Regions from separate parts of the Sus scrofa genome. Here regions 1 and 2 are each linked to region 3. A link is a contact called in public Hi-C and HiChIP or PLAC-seq data. All regions are on one chromosome and are shown on one strand. Each heading gives the region's core, a stretch centred on a gene start, on an enhancer-like site or on the middle of the called end of the contact. The rest is flanking DNA. Distances are from core to core; before and after follow the strand shown. Region 1 holds the start of SSBP3 (single-stranded DNA-binding protein 3). Region 2 holds the start of LRRC42 (leucine-rich repeat-containing protein 42). Region 3 holds the start of MRPL37 (39S ribosomal protein L37, mitochondrial).

The links. A called contact is a pair of places that touch in the nucleus more often than the background predicts. HiChIP or PLAC-seq counts read pairs in DNA pulled down with a chosen protein or histone mark.
Region 1: an H3K27ac HiChIP or PLAC-seq map of alveolar macrophages shows a contact between it and region 3. The contact joins the promoter of SSBP3 here to the promoter of MRPL37 in region 3. A contact is called at or near these places in 2 of 5 promoter capture datasets (fetal liver and liver), 4 of 47 Hi-C or Micro-C datasets (embryonic fibroblasts, heart right ventricle and skeletal muscle) and 1 of 2 datasets of contacts at active chromatin or transcription factors (alveolar macrophages).
Region 2: a contact with region 3 is called in a Hi-C map of liver, with 4 times the contacts expected there. The contact joins the promoter of LRRC42 here to the promoter of MRPL37 in region 3. A contact is called at or near these places in 3 of 47 Hi-C or Micro-C datasets (heart right ventricle, liver and skeletal muscle).

Annotation. Positions count from the first base shown.
Region 1 is chr6:157,909,658-157,912,986 of Sscrofa11.1, reverse strand. SSBP3 (single-stranded DNA-binding protein 3) reads right to left here and starts at 1,388. Exons shown (of 17, transcript XM_021096596.1): 1 at 1,240-1,388; 2 at 149-221. The coding sequence starts at 1,295.
Region 2 is chr6:158,336,441-158,339,995 of Sscrofa11.1, reverse strand. It overlaps LRRC42 (leucine-rich repeat-containing protein 42), which reads left to right and starts at 1,694. Exons shown (of 8, transcript XM_021096606.1): 1 at 1,694-2,073. HSPB11 (intraflagellar transport protein 25 homolog) reads right to left here and starts at 1,214. Exons shown (of 7, transcript XM_013999370.2): 1 at 935-1,214. The coding sequence starts at 961.
Region 3 is chr6:158,142,097-158,145,443 of Sscrofa11.1, reverse strand. MRPL37 (39S ribosomal protein L37, mitochondrial) reads left to right here and starts at 1,915. Exons shown (of 7, transcript XM_021096592.1): 1 at 1,915-2,340. The coding sequence starts at 1,995. LOC100622386 (NADH-cytochrome b5 reductase-like) reads right to left here and starts at 1,847. Exons shown (of 6, transcript XM_021096602.1): 1 at 1,736-1,847.

The DNA.
Region 1 (3,329 bases), core at 139-2,638, 230 kb after region 3:
GCTGTGAGGACCAACTAACAATAAATGCCAAAAGGTGATAAAAATTCAAAATGGTGGCCACAGTGGCTGCTCCAGAAAACAAAGGCTTTAAGAATAGTGGGGACGAGGGGGTGTCAAGAAATTGGATGAGGGGGGAAGTTCCACTCACCTCCGATAAGAAGGTCTGTGCAGATTTCTGTGCTCCTACATGCAGTAAATATTCGTAGACGTATAAAGCTAACCTGGAAAGTGGGCAGGGGGCACAGAGAGAGAGAGAGAGAGGGAGAGGGAGGGAAGGCGTCAGATCACACCGGGTGCTCGCTCCTGGACCTTGCCGGCCGGCTCCCAGCCCTGTCTACGCTGGCCCATTGTGGCCCCAACCAGAGGTGAGCAGCTACCTCGACCCTGCCCGGAGCCACGGGTGCGAACAGCTAGGGGATGGGGACCAGGAGAGGCGTTACTTCAAAACGCAGAGGCTGAAGAGCAGCCCCCGAACTTGAACTTCCAAGCAGCGTCGCAGCCAAACCCACCGAGATCTCTCAAACTCGCAAGCCATCCGACCCCCAGAGCCTCGCTTCTTTTCCCTACCCACTCCTTGCCACCCTGTCTCCAGGTGTGAGAGTCGGGGAGACTCCGTCCGGGACTCTGGGGTGCTCCGCGCGCTCCGGAGAGGACAGCAAAGCGCCACCCTCACCACCTCCCCCCAAAACAACTGTCCCCCAAGCTTGGAGCCAAGCCGGCGCCGCCGTCCCTACCCAGCCCGGCGCCCCGGAGGGCCCGGGGCCGGCGGCGAGGCCGAGGGCAGGGAAGGGAGAGCTCTCCCGGCCGAACAAAGCCCCCGGCACGCACTCCTCACGCCGCGGGCGGACAAAAGGAGCCTTCGGGGCTGCAGAAGCCACGCGCCCTCTGCCCGCGCCCGGTGGGCAAAGTGCGGCCACCGCGGCGAGCGCCCCGGCTTGGGTGGGCGCCCAGGCTCGCTCACGGGACCTCGCCCACCCCTCACCGCAGGCCCTCGTGCCCGGCACGCCCCGCGGCCCCCAAGTACCCCATCCTCCGGCGGCGCCCCCCGATGCCCCAACCTCCGCCGGCTCCCAACAATGGGCTCTCCCACGCCGCCCGCCGCGGCCTCGGGAAGGGGCCAGGCAGGCGGTGCCGGGGCCCGGGGCCCGGGACGCAGCAGCCCCCGCCCGCCCACCTGCCTCCCACCACCCGCCCGCAGCCCGGCGGCAGCGCGGCCGCCACTTGGAAAATAGGGCTTACTTTTCCCGAGCCTGCCCGTCCGAGGGCACCGCCGAGCCTTTGCCTTTGGCAAACATGTTTTGCAGAGAAGAGGGCGCCGAGCCTCGCCGCCGCCGCCGCCGCCGCCGCCGCCGCTACCGCTCCGGCTGCTCCCGAGCTGCCCCCTCGCTCCCGGCCCCCTCCCCGGCGCTCGCTCGCTCACTCGCTCGCGCTTTCCTAGCCGCGATCCCCTCCCTCCCCCCCAGGCGCTGGCTCCGCGCTCTTTCCAGCTGTCAAAGCGTCAGCCCCGGCCGCGGCCCCATTGCCCTGGAACTCCTCCCGCGCCGGCTCGGCCTGGGGTGCCGGTGCCGCCGCCGCCGCCGCCGCCGCTCGCCCGTCGGCCCGGCTGCCCGCTGGCTCGCTCGCGCGCCGCCCGCCCGGCTCCGCCTGCGCCGCCCTCTGCGCCTCCAGCACCGCTGCCGCCGCCGCCGCTGCCGCTGGTCTACTTGGAGCTCAACCGAACGTGGCTACCCGGGCGAGGGAGCTAGGCGGGCGTCAACGTCCCGCGATTGATGGGCGCCTAGACCAATTGGCACGAGGGGGCGGGCCCGGGGCGGCCCGGGAGGGACGCCCTGTCAGCGCCCGACCGCGGCAGTCCCCGCTGCGGCCGCCTCCGAGGAGCCGCTGTTCCTGCTCCTGCGAGCGAATCGGGGGTGTTCGGGGGCGCGAGCCTCTCTTTGCTGTAGATGTGGGGAGGGGACACGAATCGGGACGGGGGAGGTCTAGTTTCCCAGCCCCTGCGAGGAGGGGTCCCGACCCGCGCTCTCCAAGGCTGGGACCACTGGGGGGCGAGGGGGGGCGCTGCGGCAGAGTCGGAGGGGAGGGGGCGCGGACCCCTGAGCGGAGCGCCGCCGGCTCCCTCCCGCCACGTCCCTCTCCCTTATCTGCCCCTCACCTCCCCCCGCCGCAGCTTGCGCTGGCCCAGCCCTTATCTCCCCCTCCCCCTCGCCGGTCCCCCACCCACCCCCACCCCCGGCTCCGACCCCGACCCCCTCCCCAGACTCCTACCCTCCCCCCTCGGCTGCCCCGCCCCCTGTCCTCTCCCTCGCCCAGTCTGGCTTCGGAGCGCCGGGCCCGGGGCTCCACGCTGCGAACTGGGCGGCTCGAGCCGGCGCCGAGGCGCGCGGCTGCTCCTTTACTAGATCATTAAAATACTTTGGAAAACCCCAAAGTGGAGTCGCGCGAAAATGGCCCTTGGCCTGCTTTAGGGAGCCCGGGAGGGAGGTACTGAGGACTTGGGCTAAGAGAGGGCAGAGTGATCGCTCCCAAATTTCGGAGGTCTGCCCGCCCTAGTAAGTTAGACCCCTTCGGCTTCTCCACGGGAGACGGTGCTATCCCGGGGTAGGAGGGCATCACCTGGGCGCCCAGCGATGCGAGATGCGCGCCGCAGAAATCTGCAAACTTCAAATAAATGGAGCTAAATTGGGGAGTGGGAGACGAGAGTCAGGAGTGGGGGGAGGGGAAGCTTCCATTGTCAGTGACCCAGGTGTACAATGGGAAATTGAGGGGGGGAGGCTGGCAGAGTGACCCAGCTATTTGCTGCTGACTCCTTTCTGCCCACGCCAAGAACCCGAGGACACACTGAGTGTCCCTCACCAGAGACTCTCGAGACCAGAAACCAACGAAACAGGGGAAGACTCCCCCATTTTCAGACTGTTTTTAGAGCGCGGTTCTCTTTAAATGCGATAAAACACTGTCGGCACTGTCTCTTTAAAAGAGTCAAGCAGAAAAAGCTGTGTAAGCGCTGATTGGCTGCCTGTTTGGATACATCTTTAGGGGAGCCTTGAAACTGTTAGCCTAGGTTGATTTTTTTTTTTTTTAACTGCGCTGTTCCAATAAACAAGTAACGCCCCTCCCCCTAACATGCCTCGCACCAAACAATTAAAGGATAGGTCAGTGTCCTGGGGAAAACACGTTTCAAGTAGAAGAACTCAGAACAAAATAAAGAATCTTTCACTACCATTAAAGTTTGCTTATTTTAATCTGTCGAGGAGAGAAAAGAGGTCTTGAAAAAGAAATGCCCCGCAGCAAACGGATCTGCATTGGTTCAGGAAGGAGACTGGGTGCATTTT
Region 2 (3,555 bases), core at 445-2,944, 190 kb before region 3:
ATGTAAAAAGTATTAGAATTTTTCACTAATAACTGATGATAATAACAGGGAGAAATGCACTCAACAAATATGAATTCCAGAGTTCTCTGTGGTGCCATGGATTGAAGATTTGGCATTGTCACTGCAGCAGCTTGGGTTGCTGCTGTGGTATGGGTTCGATTCCTGGCCTAGGGACTTCCACATGCTGCAGGCATGGGCAAAATAAATAAACAAACAAACATGAATTTTAAGCTGGATGACATCATAGATATAAGAAATTTCTAGCAAAGAGAAGATTTTTAATCTTTTCCAATCCTGGAAGTGTACAAGAAAAGGTAATAACCTATGAAAGAAACTAAAGAAAGAATTCTTGCACTGGGGTTCCTTTAGAATGACTTGAATTCTAGGAAAGGTAGATTAGGAGCAGATAATACAAATACTTGAAAGTCAGGTAAAGAGAGTAGGCTTTAGCCTATAGTTCAGTGGTTCTCAATTGGACTGGTGGTGATGCCTTAGATGCCTTATCTTGTCCCAGTGCCATTTATCCACCCTTTCACCTCCAGTTCGCATGTCCTTTCTTTCCGCAAACCTCTCTGCGCCAAGTCTTCAGTTCACCTTCTCCCCGACCAGCCACTAGCTTCTGGTAACTCTTTGATTCCTCAAACCCTGTCCCATTACATCATCCACCGGGAACGTGTGTAAATTCGAGAAGCGCCATCCTCCCTCTCCCCAGTGCCAGCCAGGGCCTATAGCTTGGCATATCACTTGAAAGGCAATCAGCCCTGACCCCACATTTTCCCCTCCATCCCAAACCCTTCTCTTCAGTTCAAGGCCATTTCGAGACCTCCATGGGCCCTGAACATTCATAACTTTGGACTCCTGGCGCCAAACTAGATAAAATATCTTAAATGAACCCACATCTTATGTCAAACATAATTCTGAAGTATGAACTTACGTTCCAGTGGATAGGTTTCATTTTCATACACTTATAATTTCGACTTGGAATTGATTTTCCCTTTGTGTGTGGGGGGGTCAAAACATTTTATCAGGCCTAGAAAAAGTTCGTGCGCTGGTTCTCTGGTACTTCGAAGAGACCTGCGTCAGACTTCCCCCTTCCCGGTCCCCTCACGAGCCAAGCCTCAGCGACCCCGGCGATCCGCCTCCGCGCCGCGCGTCCCCTCACAACCCCCGCCACGCTCGCTCGCTCGCTCCCTCCTCCACCAGCATCCCCTTCTGTCGGCCTCGCCCAGCCAGGGTCCCACCTCCCAAGGTGCCGGGCGAGCCACAAAGCCCGGATCGCCTAGGCCTCCGGTTAGCGACAAACGCGCTTACAGTCGAGCTTCGTTTCTCTCTACCGCCCTGCCCACAACTCCGCCTCTCCCCTCTCCGCCGGCCTCCTAGGAGTTCGCTGGCTGCTGCGCAGAATCTACTCCCGGCTCTATGCTCCACCCCTCCCTCAGACCCCGCCCCGTCTCGCCCCACCCTGCGTTGCGCGCCCCATTCCCCAGCCCCGCCTCCCTCCCGCCCAGCCTCCTCGAGATCCCCAGAGCGCTCAGCTCTTCTCCCGGCCTGATGCTCCACCCTCCCATAGGCCACGCCCCAGGCCACGCCCCCGTGATCTTTGGTTCGCGGGCTGAGTTCCGCAGCCCCGCCCAAGGGCCTGTCCCTAGGTAAGCCCTGAGCACGCGCTGCCTACCCTCCCCCAGCTCAGCTTGATCCCAGGGGCCTGCGAGACCCAAGAGACCCGCCTTCGTGCGAACACGCACGCGCAGTCCCCACCTCTCCCGGCTCGAGCCCTAGGCCCTCAGGTCGCCAGCCCGGGGCCCGGTCCCGCCTCCAGGCCCGGCTCCGCCCCTCATGCCGGGTCTCGCGCGCAAGCGCGCCTCCCCTGCCCAGTCTTCCCTCCGCCCCCGCCGGCCCCGCGGTCCCAAGGCGCCAGGTCGCCCCCAGCCCCCTCCCTCCTCCCGCCCACTCTCTGTCCCACCCTCCTCAGCTTTGTGCCGGGGGCGCGGAGCCGCTTCCCCCCTCTGCCGCGCCGCGGGAGGAGGGACCTGCCACCGAGGAGCTGCCGGGCTGCCCCAGGCGGGGGTACAGGTAGGTGGCGACCGCGGGCTGGGCCTCTCACGTAGCCCAGGGCTGAGAATGGGGCGGGTGCGGGGTTTGAGGGAGGGGTGGGATGGGGGAGGGGGAGATCGAAAGGGACGAAGCTGGGGTGTGGTTGGTGAAAGATGTGGAGATGAGGATATAGGGGTGTCAGAGGTGGGTTTAAGGGTAGAATTGGGGTGCTGGGGGAGTGTATGAGGGCGTGTGAAGATTGGGGTTCAGGCCTGGGTGGGAGAAGGGAGAAGGATTAGCTTGGGTGAATTTGAGGAGGGGCATGCGTGGGAATTTCGACCGAGGTGGAGGATTGCAGTGCTGGCGAAGGAGGGGAAGAGGGAATCGGATTGAGGGGTGCCAAGAGGGAAGGGTCTAGGACTGGAATGGGAGAAGGGGTGGGGTCTTGGGGGTAGGGAGGAAAAGTTGGGGCCGCGGATTGTGAAGTTGGGCTTTAGTGAGGCGTGAAGAAAGGAGATCTTGAAGGTTGAGGGCAGAAGACAAGGAAAAGATGGAGAGATTGGGGTCCTGGGAGAGGGAATCTCAGCGAAGTGGGAGGAAGGGGCGAATACATGGTGAAGGACAGAGCAGGAGTGCATAGGGATGAGAGTGGGTGGGGGTGGAATGGTCTAGGAAGGAAGGAGCCGGGTGACGGTGGGATTGGGTCGGAGGGATGGGGGAGCCACATTTCAGAAGGGTCCTGGAAGGATGGGTAGGGCGGGAGGTTGGAGAGGTGGGGGCAGGGTAGCTGGGAGTGGAGGAAGGGAGAGGGTTAGGATCCTTGGTGTGGAGATTGGATTTTGTGTGTGGTACTCTGGAGTTGGCAAGTGGAAAAAACTGTCCAGGGTCAGAACGTAGGAGAGATCGGCCTGTTCCAAGAGGGAAGTAGGAGCTACGTATGGGTGAGAAGGCAGGTAGGGAAGTGCAAGTTACAGGAAAAAAGAAATAATGCGTTGAAAACTGAATAATGGCGGTGACCCAGAACAGTATAAGATTGTTAGTTATTTTTTAAAAAAAAAAAAGATTGTTAGTTATTGGTGGTTTGGAACTACTTTCTGTTCAGGTTTTACGTTGGAGATTTTCTCAAGAATACTTCGTTTTCAAATAAACGAAGGGTGTCTGCAGCCTTGGGTTGAAGGCCATTGGTTGACAGATTTTTTTTTTCCTGGTGTGTGAATGTGGGTAATTTCTGCCCTGGCAGAGGGAAGAAGGGAGGCCTCAGTGTAGCTCTGTCCTGGCTCTGTTCCCACCAACTCTTTCCTCAGATGTCCACTGGTTTTTTTATCTCCTCCCTGCGCCCCCCCCCCCCAGCTTGAGTCAGTGAATACCAGAGGGATCAAACAGGTGGGTGAGATTAATTTTTAACATTTTTTTTTATCCTTAAGGCTGATGTCATATTTTTATTCTTGAGAGACAGCATCATACAGTGGAAAGAGCTTGAGCTTTGGAGTGACACAGCCTTGAGTTTGAATTCTGGCTCTG
Region 3 (3,347 bases), core at 666-3,165:
ATGCTGATCTCTTACTCCCAAGAGGTATTTTACAGATAAAGTGAGACAAGTGAAGGAGCTCTGTTAACTGTAAACTGTTGTACAGCAAGGCGGTTATTTATCTTTTCTTTTTTTTTTTTTTTGCCTTTTCTTGGGCCGCTCCCACGGCATATGGAGGTTCCCAGGCTTGGGGTCCAATCTGCGCTGTAGCCACCGGCCTACGCCAGAGCCACAGCAACTTGGGATCTGAGCCTTGTCTGTGACCTACACCACAGCTCATGGCAATGCCAGATCCTTAACCCACTGAGCAAGGCCAGGGATCAAACCTACAACCTCATGGTTCCTAGTCGGATTGGTTAACCACTGAGCCATGATGGGAACTCCAAGGCGATTATTTTATTTATTTATTTATTTATTTTTGTCTTTTTGCCATTTCTAGGGCCACTCCCGCAGCATATGGAGGATCCCCAGGCTAGGGGTCGAATCGGAGCTGTAGCCACCAGCCTAAGCCAGAGCCACAGCAACGCAGGATCCAAGCCGCGTCTGTGACCTACACCACAGCTCACCACAACACCGGATCCTTAACCCACAGAGTGAGGCCAGGGATCGAACCTGCAACCTCATGGTTCCTAGTCGGATTCGTTAACCACTGAGCCATGACGGGAACTCCAAGGCGGTTATTTATCCATCTCAGCCTTAAATTTATCTTCTCCATGTTTTACTAATCTCACTTTCCCTGGCTGTTTGGAAATTAGTAGAGAAGTTGGCCATGTCAATCATGAATTTTAAAGGTCCAGCTTCCTCTCAAAGACAAGCCTTCTCTCAGCCTTCTGCCTTTTCAGTGTAAGAAGCCAGGCGCTGACATCTGCTGTTGCCTCTGCTGCGATGATGCTCCTCACCCTCAGGCCCTGCTTCAAGGTCACCTTCTCTGAGCTCTGCTGAACCTTCCCCTTCTCATTCTCTAGCAGGTACTATGTTTATTATTAATAATACCTTATTGATTAATCACATATTATTATTTATTCATTCATTAAACACATATTGAGTCTGTGGCAGACGCTGATCTACAGGCAGGCTTCAGTGAAGAATCTGAAACCCGCGCACTCATGGAGCTTATATTCTAGTGGGAGAGTCATTACACAAGATCAAAATGGAAAACATGGCACGTTAGTGTTAAATGCGAAAGAGAAAAATAACTAGGGAAACGGGGTAAGAAGTGTGTGTGTTGTAATTGCTATTTATTTACTTGCTGTCTGTCTGTATCGCCTACTAACCTATAAGGTCTACGTCACATCTGTTTCATTCACCAGTGCAAACCTGGTGCTCAGCAGTGCCTGAGAGTTTGTCATTTGATAAACACGTGTTGCTCAAAGAGCAGGGTACACCTCCAGGTGTACCTCTGATCCTGCTTCTAGGAGGCGCAAAAGGAAATTCCAAGGAAAGAGGAGGAAAGGAACTCACTTTCAGCGCTGGGGAGGAGGCGAGCAGTACAAGCGGTCGGTGCAAGGACCACGCTCAAGCTTATCGTGAGAAGTGGTTGAGAGGAAAGGAAACCCACCACGTGCGGGACGCTGCGCAGCTGCGCTAGTTTAGGCACTTCTATCACTATTTTTACAGCGAGGGACTTTAAGGCTCAGAAGGACGTACCCTGCCCAAACTCCAACTGCCGTAAGAGATCAAGGTTGTCCTGAGTTCGAGTTTGAGGTCCTGGAGCTCTTCTCCTAGTCCCGTCCCAGCCCCCATCACAACCACTCACCTACCCTCCAGCGATTCCCCTCAGGTGAGGATCATGCAGGTTCCCCCCCCGCCCGCGGCGAAGCGGGCAGGGTTCCACCTGCGGGAAAGGAAGAAGGTCTGGGGGGTGGGGCAAGACAAAGATGCCCTGATTGTGATTGGTTAAAGCCGCTGCCACTCATAAACGGAGCCTTGGCGTTCAGCCCATTTCGTTCCCAGCAGGCCTTGCGCTCGGGAAGATGGTGGCGTCCAGGTGGAGGCTTTGAGAAGATCCGCTGGGTATGGCGTTGGCGTCTGGGCCCGCAAGGCGGGCGCTGGCTCGCCTCGGCCGGCTCGGCCTTGGGGGCTGCGGGGCCCCGAGACGCGGGGCGTACGAGTGGGGTGTGCGCTCCACGCGGAAACCCGAGCCTCCTCCCCTGGACAGAGTGTACGAGATCCCAGGACTGGAGCCCATCACCTACGCGGGGAAAATGCACTTCATGCCCGGGCTGGCGCGGCCAGTCTTCCCTCCCTGGGACCCCGGCTGGACGCACCCAAAGTTCCGCCGTTTGCCCCCGCTTCACGAGCACCCGCTGTACAAGGACCAGGCGTGCTACGTCTTTCACCAGCGTTGCCGTCTCCTCGAGGGTGAGGCCCCAGCACGGGCGGGAAGGGGCCTTGTTCCTCCACTCAGCACAGACCTCAATTTTCTGTGGCCTTGGGCAGGACATTGAAACTCTGTGGGCCTCAGGTTCTTCGTCTGTGAAAGGCGCCCGACATTGATTCCCATCTCCTGAAGTTGTCAAGATTAAGTGGGACGAAAAGAGCAGCATGTGTGAGAGAGTATTAAGAATTTTAGTGGCCAAGTGAAAATAACTGGTTTCTAGGCTTAGCCTTGCCTCTCCCTCTCTGTGATTTTGGTCAAGTGGCTGAAGCTTCCTAAGCCTCCATTTCCTGTGGCATGAGTTGTTTTTGACTAGGTGGAGCACATTGGCTGAGCTCTTGACACCCTCCAGATGTAACTATGTTTAAGAACTAGATGGGAGGGAGCTCCCCTTGTGGCTCAGTAGGTTAGGAACCCGATGAGTATCTGTGAGGATGCAGGTTCGATCTCTGGCGTCGCTCAGTGGGTTAAGAATCTGATGTAGGTCGCAGATGTGGCTCAGATCCCGCTTTGCTGTGGCATTGCTGCAGCTCTGATTACACCCCTAGCCTGGTGACTTCCGTATGCCACAGGTGTGACCCGAAAAAGGACTAGAGGGGAATTATAGTGCAAAGAGACGACAGAAAGAGTGCTTAATCTGCAGGCCTATCTCCTTTTTTCACAGGATTGGTAATTGTGACAGAGGGGATGTGACTTGCTCACAGCTGTGCTGTGGGTTACTAGTGAAGCCAGGCCTACACCAGGTCAGTGTCTCTTGTCAAAGGTCAGAGCTGAGATGTTTTTCAAGGAAAGGATCCAGACCTAAAAGCTGTCTAGTTCCCTTCTCCTTTATTCCTACTAGGAATAAGAACAGCTCGAAATAACTTGAGCCAAAACTATCTGTATGTCTATGGCAGTAGCAGAAATTGTTTCATTGTATGGGGGGGCTTGTTTATTGAGAGACCCTTTACTGATTTTTCTCCTTATTCTTCCTTAGTCCCTAAATCAGGAT